Regions from separate parts of the Zea mays genome. Here region 2 is linked to region 1. The links are chromatin contacts, called in public Hi-C maps. All regions are on one chromosome and are shown on one strand. The core of a region is the stretch at or near the end of the contact, and the rest is flanking DNA. Distances in the headings are between cores, read along the strand shown.

What was found. A called contact is a pair of places that touch in the nucleus more often than the background predicts.
Region 2: a contact with region 1 is called in a Hi-C map of bundle sheath, with 3 times the contacts expected there. The contact joins the promoter of LOC100505456 here to the promoter of LOC100193850 in region 1. A contact is called at or near these places in 9 of 25 Hi-C or Micro-C datasets (bundle sheath, ear, endosperm and 3 more).

The regions. Positions count from the first base shown.
Region 1 is chr10:133,462,084-133,468,488 of Zm-B73-REFERENCE-NAM-5.0, forward strand. LOC100193850 (integral membrane protein like protein) reads left to right here and starts at 5,099. Exons shown (of 8, transcript NM_001138931.2): 1 at 5,099-5,195. LOC100384413 reads left to right here and starts at 514. Exons shown (of 7, transcript NM_001350057.1): 1 at 514-786; 2 at 1,774-1,871; 3 at 2,068-2,098; 4 at 2,689-2,788; 5 at 3,098-3,168; 6 at 3,243-3,386; 7 at 3,496-3,821. The coding sequence starts at 616. The coding sequence ends at 3,642. It also overlaps a transcript of LOC100273844 not described here.
Region 2 is chr10:134,439,758-134,445,509 of Zm-B73-REFERENCE-NAM-5.0, forward strand. It overlaps LOC100505456, which reads left to right and starts at 3,187. Exons shown (of 6, transcript NM_001198539.2): 1 at 3,187-3,751; 2 at 4,826-4,989; 3 at 5,086-5,183; 4 at 5,273-5,407; 5 at 5,494-5,683. The coding sequence starts at 3,280.

The DNA of each region.
Region 1 (6,405 bases), core at 3,849-6,348:
GATTAACATTCAGTTTAGTAGGGATGGCGTACAACTGTCGACTGTCTGCCGGCTACCGCTAGGCAAACACTCTCACCCGACGACTGAGCTCAGTGAGATGCATGCAGTAAACAAAGTTCGATTCTTCCTTTCAGAACCAGCCGTGCTTAGTAATTAGCCCTTGATCAGGCCCTTCTAAACGCCGCATCCATCAACTTTCTAATTTTCTTTTTTTAAAAGGAATCGGCAAAAGACTTGACTCTTCAATATATTAGAAGAGAAATAGATAACAGTCTCCAGAAGACGGAGTAAAAGAAAAAACAAAAAAGGAGAAAAACATACACTAACTCAATCTAGCATACACTAAATGCCACCAGTTCAGTAGAAGAATCGCACACCAGCTCCTCGGATAAATGTTCCAGCAGATATAATAAGCTATTAAGCTCCTACGGCGGGTCCCACCACCGCCGGCCCTGACTAGTGTATATATAACCGCGAAGTGGTGGTGCAAACCGAGTGCAGTAAAGCTTGCGACGCTGTAGTGGGATCTCTCTCCGTTCTACTGTGCTGTGCTCTGTGCATGCCACCATTGCTGCTGCAGAGAAGGTGAACACAAACAGGGAGCGCTAGTGGTAGATGGACGCAGCAGAACATCACGTGGAGGAGACCAAGGAGGAGGAAGCAGCGCAGGTGATGGAGACGACGACGGCGCACTCTCGGTTCGGGAGGATCTGCGTCTTCTGCGGAAGCAGCCAGGGGAAGAAGAAGAGCTACCAGGACGCTGCCGTCGAGCTCGGCGAGGAGCTGGTGCGTCTTCTTCCTCTCCTCGGTATAGGTAGTTGCACGCACCAACTTACAGCGTGTGTCTGTCTGTTACTGCTGAAAATGGCTGTTTGTTTTGTTCTGATCAACGGTAACATGGTTTCCTAGTCTAGTAAGGCCCTGTTTAGAACCCCTAATAGTTATCCAGCAAATAAATTGTTAGCTGGATTGAGCCCGTTAATAAACTAAATGTTAGCTGTAGTTAACAATTAGCTACGGTATTAGCTGACGGTGTTTGTATTAGTTTTAAATGTTCCAAACAGGACCTAACCTACAATCCTGCATGCGCCAAGTTTTTCTTCAGCACGACCACGGCATGCTCATGAACGCTTATCTTGTCATCTTTTTAGCTTAATTGCAATTTCCGCGGCAACAGTTCCATGCTATATATGCCTGCCTTAAAACTTAAAAGAAGATAGTACAACATACGGATACGTACAATCATATACGCGCATTAAACGCGTATATAGGTCGAACTGTAGAGCTGAATTCCAGCAAACCCAATTTCCATGGATACTTATATATTATATATATACAGCCGAGAGCGCGACATACCGCACTCACTGCTGCAAAGATGGCATAAATATATGACCACTGAAACTACTGCGTGCTTGACCTCTTTTTTTTCCAGAAATGATGAGTTTGAATTTGCATTTGCTGAACTTTTCCGGACCAATGAAAAAGATCTCGCTGACCGCCAGCAAGCTCATCCGCGCATGCACGAATTCATTGGATTAATTTTTGAAGAATTTCCTGTTCTTCGCAAATCCTCAGTTTCAGTTACCTCCACCTCATGGCAACAATGTTATTATGGCTGCAGATAAAATACGATATGTAAGCTAGATCACACAACATTGTAGCTAGCCACTATACAAATAATTAACTACTAGACATATATACCCCCATCGATCATGCTAACTAGCTAGTTCCATTAGATTTATTTATCACTAGAGTTGCCATTATATTGTATAGGTCTCGAGGAACATCGATCTGGTCTACGGTGGGGGAAGTGTCGGGCTAATGGGCCTGGTCTCTCGAGCGGTCTACAATGGAGGGAGGCACGTCATGGGGTATGTAAACAGCAATGATGGCCACTCTTCAGCACTAGCTAGCAGCAGTCACACACATGAAAAGAATAGCCCGAGAAACTCTGCAAAATCATGACAAAAAAAAAGAGAGTTGGGTTGGTCGCATCCTCATCAGGTGCTAAATTGCTATACAATTTCCCACCATATCTCATTGTCGATCCCTTGTATATATGTGCAGGGTGATTCCCAAGACCCTCATGCCGAGAGAGGTACTGTATGTAACCACGCTCTCACGCCTCCCTAAAACCCCTGTCATTGTTTAATCGCATGCAATGATTCCCATGAATTCGACAAAGCATGGTAGATCAGATTCTTTAATTTGTTTTTTTCCTAGTACTTGTATGTTATGTTTAGTTTTACAATGCAAGTAGTTTTTTTTTATATTTACATGTGAAAATAGATTTTCTTTCTTTCTCTGAAATGAAAATAAGGATGCAGGCTTAATTATCTTCTCTGGACTGAAAGACCACGCTGAATGTTCAGTGAAAATCCGGGTTTCCTTTTCCCCTGGTGATAGATGAGATCTTGTGGCATCTTGCTGATCCTGACTGCTGCTTGCCTGCTTCTAGTGTCTGCCCCTTCGTCCTTTAAGCAGATAATGACTTTTGTTAACAAAAATAGATGTCCCTCACATTTCCCTTTTTGTCCCCCACAACAACACCATGATTACTTCTCCTGAACAATGCATGCACACCTAGGGTAAAATAAAATACTCTCAGTACAGCCACCCACCCTTAGGCTATGGAGTGTGTTGATTACATTACAGGCATGCAGCATCCGTGTTTGCTTGTGTGTGCAGATAACAGGTGAGACGGTTGGGGAGGTGAAGGCTGTGGCAGGTATGCATCAGAGGAAAGCTGAGATGGCCAGGCAATCTGACGCCTTCATAGCACTTCCTGGTAGTGACTTCTTTTTACTACCATGCTGATTGAGCCGACATGTTTGTAGATGTGGTTCACTTTTTACTGTCGCTTTCGCTAACGAACCTGGCCATGTCACATATATATACTGGATCCATGCGTAGTGGCAACATGGGTGGAAAGTTGTAAACCTCCCAAATTGGTTTGTCCGGTTGGTTGGTTGGTTGGTGCCATGAGGTTTCTCTCATCTTTTGAAAATCCTCAGGACCCTTTCGTCTAGCTCAATTTGCTCAGCGAAGGCCTTATTATTTCTGTCACAGAAAGTAAACTGTTCCTTCGATGACACAGGAGGGTATGGAACCCTTGAGGAGCTGCTGGAAGTGATCACCTGGGCGCAGCTTGGCATTCACGACAAGCCGGTACGTACGTACTGGTTCTTCATGGCCTGCAACTCATTTTACTGAATATTCATCTCGTATTGGGTGTGCAACAGGTTGGCCTGCTAAACGTGAACGGATACTACAACTCCCTGCTGTCCTTCATCGACAAGGCCGTAGAGGAAGAGTTCATCAGCCCGACTGCTCGCCACATCGTCGTCCTGGCACCGACGCCAAAGGAACTGCTTGACAAGCTAGAGGTAGTCTCATCTGCTGACAAAAAACGTGTGCAGCGAGGAAAGGAAACTCGATCTGTGAGTGTGTGACGAGTGGCACTGGAAGCTGACGTCTGGTTTCCTGGATCCGCAGGAGTATTCCCCGCGGCACGAGAAGCTAGGTCGTGCCGAAGACGAGGTGGGAGACGGAGCAGCTGATGAGCAACTGCAAGAGCTGCGAGGTCCCGCCGGGGCTCAAGCTCAAAGATGGGAAGCCGATCGTCCAGGCGCAGAGAGCTAGGAACCATGCTCTGAATTAGTGCCAGTAGCACGCGCCTAATGTCGGGATATCGACTGGTCAATGTAATCTGGTATTGGCTATGTATCAGCTGTATTTATTCTAGGAGATGAGATTTTTATGTGCGTTATGCAATTCGAGTTTCTAGTAGCAGATGCAAATGAGGAGGTGTTACTGGACTATCATTAGTGTGTGCACTGAGCGGGCTGGCAGTCGATAACCGCGTGCAGCGCTGACTCCTGAGGCAGATCAGAAAGTTTTCAGAAGCAAAATGTTTCGGCCCGGCCCGGCCCATTTCAGCTGTGGGATCGTCGGTACAGGCACGCACAAGAAAAGAGTGAGACCGAAGGCTCACCGAACCGTGGCGGGGATAGCTGTTGGCGAGCCATTGCCTTCGCTTGCATCCCCAGGAACTCCCCCTCGCTTTATTCACAACCACAACCACCTCCCAACTAACCTTGTGCTCCAAGTGAGCAGAAAAAACGAGGGGCCGAAAACCTCCTCCTTGTGTTTTGTTTGCCAATTATTGGAGCCTACAGATGAACGAACACTTTTCTTTTTTTTTTAGCGTGGCTTATTTGTATTCGGAGTGGCTTTAGGTCGCGATGGTTCTCTCGTGATGCAGTCTGGCTGGGTTGACTGTTGCCCGGTTCAGCTGAAAATGCATGGGTTGCTGCTGAAAACCCATGTGTCTGGATATGGTGGGATGTCTGTCCCTGTGGTCTGGAAACTACCAGGTGACCCAGAACTGATGGCCCCAACTCGTGTCAAGTCCGTCAAGGCTCTGTTCCGGCAAAGTGATCGGAAAGAAATATGCTGCGGTGGTTCTGTTCCAGCACAAGGAACCAAGAGCGGTGGCAAGAGGTGACCAGAAACAAGTGTCAGATCAGGGCAAGATTAAAAAAAAAATTTGGACCGCAAAAGGTCACAGGAGGTGGAGACATCCCCATGAATTCCTTGATCCTTTTGCAAGGGAATTCGGAAGAAGAAGAAAAAAACTGAAACATGGCACGCATAATTATCGGTCTGACTGACGACGATGTGTCGGTATGTTAAGCCATCCAACGTAAGTCTTCTTAGCTCTAAGGTTCATCGGCCCGCACATCACGGGGTAACAACAGGCGGCTGGTAATTAGAGATACTATTTGACTATCCACAACAAGACACGTACAGCCAGTGACTAGCGGTGAGTATGCCAGTCACACACGCACACCAGCGACCTGTTCGAAGGTAGCCTACCCCCTCCGTAGTAGAGTATGCTTGCTAATTAACGTCGCGGTCCGTTCGTCTTTCCGGCACCAACTCTCTCTCTTTCTCTCACTGTTCATCCTAGCGTCGTTTTCTATGCTTGCCAAGGACCGAAGCATCCACCTCTGCAGCCTGCACCTCCCCACCCTGTAAAACTCTCAACATAAAAGTGCGTCGCCCTGCCCTTTCTTCCTCTTCCAAGGAGAACAACCACCGCCTCTCTCCCCCGTCTATCTCTTCTTGGAGCCTGGAGAAGAGGAAGGATCAGGGAACGGGGGAAGAGGTTGCTGCCACAGCTCAGGTCTCAAGTAAGCGCCAATTCATTCGGACTGTCGTCTGATCTGATCTTTTTTTTATCTATCAATGCTGTTTGCTTCCCACTTCCCATGTCTAGTCGGCTCTAGAGGCTGTATCTGGCTTCGAACTGTTGTGTTCGTTTCTTCATTATATGCTCTTTTCAATTATGACAGTGTAGCTCATAAACATAACTGTTGACAAGCCTGCACAATATCAAAATATACTTCTTGTCCGGATAGATTCAGAGAAGCGATTATTATGATTACAGGAGCTACTCATACGAACAGTGAAATGTGTGTGTTAACTGTTTTGCATCGTCATAATCTGAAGCCACCCGAACAGCATAGTACATCCTTCCCATTTCCCCCTGATTCGTTATGCTCTCTCTCTCTCTCTCTCTCTCTCTCTATCTCTCTATATATAAGATTTATTTTCACGGTCTTGCTTATACTGCTATTAGCACGGTAGGAGTTTGAAAGTTCTGTCAATTAACACAATAGACATTTGAAAGTTACCTGGCCCGGTAGGCTATTAGCATGTACCTTCCTTCATCCCATATGCTATGGGCCAAACTGCCTACGTGAACAAGATGCACACGAAAGCTACAAGTCAGGAATCCCAGAGCATCGGGTTAGCGCAGATGAGCATTAACGATTCTGGTCGTCGTTTAACGGTTGGCTATTATTTCGGCTGCAAATTAAACCTTATACCGCGTCTGATGATGTCCATGAAATAGTTGAGTAGAGCTGCCTTTACGGCAATCCGAAGCTATGTTGGATGCAACTAGCCTTTCAGCACGTACATCTGCAGCATGTGTGCATGACCTCCCTTCTGGCTGCTTTTAAGCTTTCGCGTATCGATAGGTTTTTTTTAAAAAAAATATTAAAAAACATAAATTGATCTGGGTTGCGAGTCCCCATCAATTTAGTTGGCAACAGAATGAAATAAGAACCAATCTAAAGAGAGCATAGTCTTATGTCATGGAGATTGTTGCATTAGGATTTTCCATCCATTTCCACCACAGCAAAATGTCAGTTTCAACAAATTTCCTTCTCAACCACTTGGGTCTTACCAACCATGCAAAGCTACTTCTTAAGCAACATGTTATAACCACCAAACACATGAAGCGTGCGGTGGATTGTGATAAATAATCTGCTGCTCTCACCTGTTTGTGGCAGCGGGCAGCACCCATAGTGACTGCTCCCTCTCCTCTTGTTCATA
Region 2 (5,752 bases), core at 1,937-4,436, 980 kb after region 1:
ACCAGTAGTGCTAGGATTTTTATACAGTTCGTTGAACGACAAGTCTTCATTTCTCATTGCACATGTAGCCGGGTACAATCCCTAGCTAATCGTACGTACTGAATATAAGTTGAACAAGAGATCGTCGCAGTCTCTAATAATACACTACGGGTATTTTACTAATATATTTTCAGGCAACGTCTTCGTTTTAAAAACAATAATTTGACTAGTATTTTTCAGGTCATACGTACCTTAATTTTTAAATGTAAACAATACACTGTGAAAGTATTTTTGAAACATAATAATGTCAACAAATGTTTTTATACTACATGTGAAATACGTATTTCCTTATCCTTAAAAAGAAAGAAGATCAGTACAAAGTGATGATCATAGAAAAGAGAAACTACATAGTACAAAATAACCTGGCAGCGTGAGTGTCAACCAAAAAAACGGCAAGCCAATTGAATGTTTGTCAGCTGGTTAGGGTTTCTGTGGTGTGATCGGTTTGTTTTTTTACATGGAAACAAAAAATGTTCCACCCTTTTTTTATCTCCTACATATGACCATAGATAGAGATCGAAAAATGACCAAACACACCCCATAAAAAAGAAACAACCTTAAAAAGAACATATAATCACAATCAAGTGTCCTCTAATTTAACATCTGACCTCTAACCATGTCTTACAAAGATCTCCATAGTCACTATCTCTAAAGATTGATATACTCTAAGAATCTCGTGTTGAGCATTTTGTTTCTGCAACAATCTCTAGAATATAAACCAAAATGTTCCTCTAAAAAGAACTTGCATGATTGATGGATTTGGTTTAAAAGTAAAGACCACATCATTGCGACAATCTAAACAACTAACTTTAATCAGAAGCAAACATCCCCAGGTTTACGTGTGTGTCGTGGGTGTCTACATTTTTATATCTGCAACGTTAAAAAAACTAAGGTATTCTCTTAGCTACTTTTCAATTTCTCATAATATCTTTGTGGCCCTGTCTACCTTTCTCCCTATATCTAATTAATATAATAATTATAATAATCTCTTCTCTATCTAAGAAATTATGAAACCAACCAACTAATTTATCTTATACTTTCCGTTCCAAAATAGTAGTCGTTAAAAGGATTCAGTTGTTTCATACAAGTATTGGTGCATGTGTTTTATATATGTCTAAATTCATTATCATCTATTTCAACATAGACATACAAATTAAGAGCTAAAATTACTAGTATTTTAAAATGGAGGGAGTATATTTTTTCTTCTAAAACTGCCATGCTGCACCTTGGATCCCGATATATCGAATTTATGACCCGTGCATATAAAGTTCTTGCGTCCAACAATATTACATACAAAGCATGAGTATTTGTAATACAAGAAGCATGACCACATTTTTACTACAATTATATAATATTAAGCTCTAGAGAGTATCTTTGTCCTTTTTTGTGTATGTGTTGTTTCAATTTTTTTTGTTTTTCCATCTAGCATTTTCTTGGGATGGGAACCTCGAGAAGGTTGTGTTGCCACTTCAAATAATCATGTTTGATATGTCATATGATCTAGCATACTAGCGAACAAGCAAGAGCTTGGTCGGACCAAAGATGACGACTCAGGTTCTAGGCTTCTAGCCCTATGGCTATTAATTGTTATCTCTATCGTCTCAACTATATATTTAATCTCTATATCTATTTAATATTAAAGAACAAAGCATTGTGTTTTCAACCCATTTTTTTTATCTTTTTCATAACACACTCGTGACCATGTGCCTGTCGCTTTTTCTGACCTCGCTACAATGTACATGGCTAATGGGTATTTGGTTCTCATCTTCTAAACTTTAGTGACTAAAACTTAATTACTTTTAGTCTCTAAACTAGCAAACAGTATGACTAAAATTTTGGCTATGTTTAGTTACATGTGTTTCCATTTTCAAATCCTAGACTCGAAATTAGCCAGCAATAGGAATTGGTAAGCCCTACTTGCCTATAACAAGCAAGAGGCCACTGGCCACCAAGCAATGGTGACCGGTGAGGCAGGGCCTAAGCGAATGTGGCATCCCTCATAACAGAAGTTGCTACCGTTGCGTGCCCTGAAACGACAGGGTAAGTCCACTTGGGGTTTTTGGAAACATTGTTTGGACGATACAATATTGTAAGTTAAGTTTTCCATACTCACAAAATACCATGATACATATCTAGAATATTATGATTTTGAGAACATAGTTTTTAGAAATGCAACGAAACACATTATGACGTAGAATACTCTGGTATTTCTATAAGGGACGGATAAAGGATCCGGTCACGTCCCGAGGTGATGTATTAGATTAGATATAATATTTTTCAATACATCTTAATCTAAAAACAATAAATATTAATGGAGGTATATAGATCACGTCCCGACCCACGGAGTGAGTGGCCCGAATCTGTGTCCGTCCCTGTTTCTATAAACCATGATATTAACTAGAGCCTATAAAAAAAGAAACGGAGCGACAAATAAAAAGAAACGGAAGGAGTACTTTAGTTCCACAAGGGCCCTAAACCACCAGCCCGGTCTTTCTCAGGTCTCAGCGAATCGAGTCTGTAGAAGCTATTCAGAATCAAATCAATGGTGAACAGTTGAACGGGAATACGGGATAGACCGCCAGCGATCAGTAGACGCATTACGCGCGAGACTTGAAATATGATGGACGCCGCCCATGTCTCGTCATACTCATACGGTCATACCGAGTTCTCCCCCGTGTCTCACTCTATGCACAGGTACTTCACAATGGCCAACGTCAGGTAGGCAGACACTTCGATCAGACATTCTGACTCCACGAAAGTTGGCACAAAACATCCAACAAACTGATGAAGATAATTGGAAGTAGGAGCAATACTCTACCTCTACGTCTACAATGCCATCTCACCAATCAACAGAGACAGAGGGAAAAAATCATTCATCACTGTCACTACCCAACCGTTTCGAGAGAGAGAGAGAAAGAAACATTGTTTTACGCAAATAACCGCGGTCAGCGGGTCAACGCCATGCATGTGAACCAGCCTGCATCACACTACCCGACGCCATCTCTGTCCTCCGATTCAAAACGAACGGCCCCAGTGTGTGGACCTCACACCCGCACGCACGCGCAGGAACCATCCCAAATTCCTAACCCAACCTCATCCACGATAAATACTGGCACCACCTCGAAGGCCCGCGCACCAGTCAGTCCACACAGCCTACGGCCTGCTCTGGCTCTGCCTGTAGAGGGCTAGAGCTACAAGCTACAACTCTGAAAGTCTGAACAGTGCGCCGCCCAACCAGAGATGGCGCCGCATACCACCGCAGCCGCCGGCGGCGGCGGCGGCGAGGAGGCGCTGGAGGAGGCCAGCACTCTCCGGCACCGCCACAGCGCTGCCAAGGACGGCGGCGAGGAGGGCCAGGCCAACAACGGGGTCGCCGCCGCCGCCGACGACGACGGGGAGGGGAACGCGCTGTCGGTGGAGCGCGCGTTCGCGGACCAGGCGGTTCCGTCGTGGCGGGAGCAGCTGACGGTGCGCGCCTTCGTGGTCAGCTTCTTCCTGGCCATCATGTTCAGCGTCATCGTGATGAAGCTCAACCTCACCACGGGGATCATCCCCTCGCTCAACGTCTCCGCGGGGCTCCTCGGCTTCTTCTTCGTACGCCTCTGGACCGCCGCCATCGAGAGGGTTGGCCTCCTCAGGCAGCCCTTCACGCGCCAGGAGAACACCGTCATCCAGACCTGCGTCGTCGCAGCCTACGACATCGCCTTCAGCGGTATGCTACCTCCTCCTCTTCTTCTTCTGCTTGGACTCGAGATAATTAACGTCTGGTACACAGATTTGTGATTCTGTATGAGCACCCCCCCCCCCCCCCCCCCCCCCCCCCTTTGAGGGGATACTGTATGACCACTTTGTAAATGGTTTGCAGTGAGATTTCTTTATATCCTAGCATACGAGTAGAGTAGGAAGCATGGCGTCACGAACATGGCGAACAATTTAGTATTGGGGTCAACTTCGATAGGAAAAATCTCGCAGCCAGTTACCACAAAAAAGAAGAAGATGTTTTTAGCATGTTGATGATTATATAACACGTTATCAAGATGGTACACGCAAGCCAAGATCTAACTCGAAGCACGTCTGAATTCAGACAACCTCGAGCTGAAATACACGACCTAGCATCCAGAACGGCGAGACTCCGAGTGATCTTAATTATTTTAATGCCATGGGATGGGATGGGATGTATCCCACGGATGTGACGTTGCTACATGTATTTCAAGCGCACCTGACTCTTTTTTTTGTTGATGTTTAAGCAACATGCAGGTTTTGTTATTGTTTGGCTACAGTTTTTTTTTTAAAAAAAAATTGACTCTTTTGAGTTGTTCTTTTAACTGGACTAGTTCATTGTAAAGCAAGGCTAACTACAATCGACCATCGTGTTGCTTTCTGCCTAATTAGCATGTCTGGGGACATATTTAATATATTATGCGGTTGCACAACTAATTTCTTGTTGCGAATGATGTGCTACAACTCCCTCAATTAATTTTGGTGCAGGTCTCCTGACCAAGTTGTGCAGGGTGTTCTGCACTGTTTTTTTTTTTTTGCCCGGTTTCTCTTATAAATTGGGTTTCGCTTCATTCTATTAATACCACAGCAAATCTTTTGCCTTCTGCTTGAGAAAAAAAAAATAAAGCAACATTGTTTGTTACTTATTGATGCTATGTTTTTCTTCATTTTCTCCCTTCTATATTTTTATCAAGGGGAGGCAGGAGCAATGTCACCGTCTCCCTCCCATCGTCTCTTTGTGAAAAGAGATGTGCTAAATTGTGTACTAATCCATTCTGATTGACAGGTGGGTTTGGTACATACTTGTTTGGCATGAGCGAAACCATCGCCAAGCAAGCAACAGAGGCTGACAATCCTCAGAATGTCAAAAACCCTCACATCGGATGGATGATAGGGTTTCTCTTCCTTGTCAGTTTCATTGGCCTATTTGCTCTTGTGCCTCTGAGAAAGGTAAACGTTTCGATTCGTCTCTGTGCTGCCTAATATTCTTGTAGCGTCGCTGTACAGCATAGACCAACTAATCATCAGCTGACATCGCTGGTCTAGGTTATGATCGTCGACTACAAACTTACGTATCCTAGTGGCACGGCGACTGCTTATCTCATCAACGGTTTCCACACGCCAGAGGGTGCCAAGCTTGCAAAGTAAATTATCTTGGTGTTGTTTTTAGCTGTAACCTGTGTGGCACTAGGTGCAAAGCAATGTTACTGAATGCGCCGATTATATGTTTCAGGAAACAAGTGAAGACTCTGGGGAAATTCTTCTTGATGAGCTTCCTCTGGGGCTTCTTCCAGTGGTTCTACACTGGTGGAGATAATTGTGGATTCCAGAACTTCCCTACATTAGGCCTTCAAGCTTATAAGAACAAGTCAGAGCACTGAACTTGCTTATAGCATTCCGAATGTTTGGACACTGGAATTGGCTTCCATACTGAACCTCTCGTTCCGTCTCCAGGTTTTACTTCGATTTCTCTCCTACCTATGTTGGAGTTGGGATGATCTGCCCCCACATTGTGAACGTTTCTGTTCTACTGGGAGGCATACTTTCCTGGGGAATAATGTGGCCTCTAATTGGCAACCAGAAGGGGAATTGGTACGACGCCAGTCTCCCAGAAAGCAGTCTCCATGGACTGCAGGGTTACAGGGTAAAGATTCATATAGTCATCTATCTTTTGTTTTATCGCCACTTGCAAACCAAACAGCTAATCTGGAAA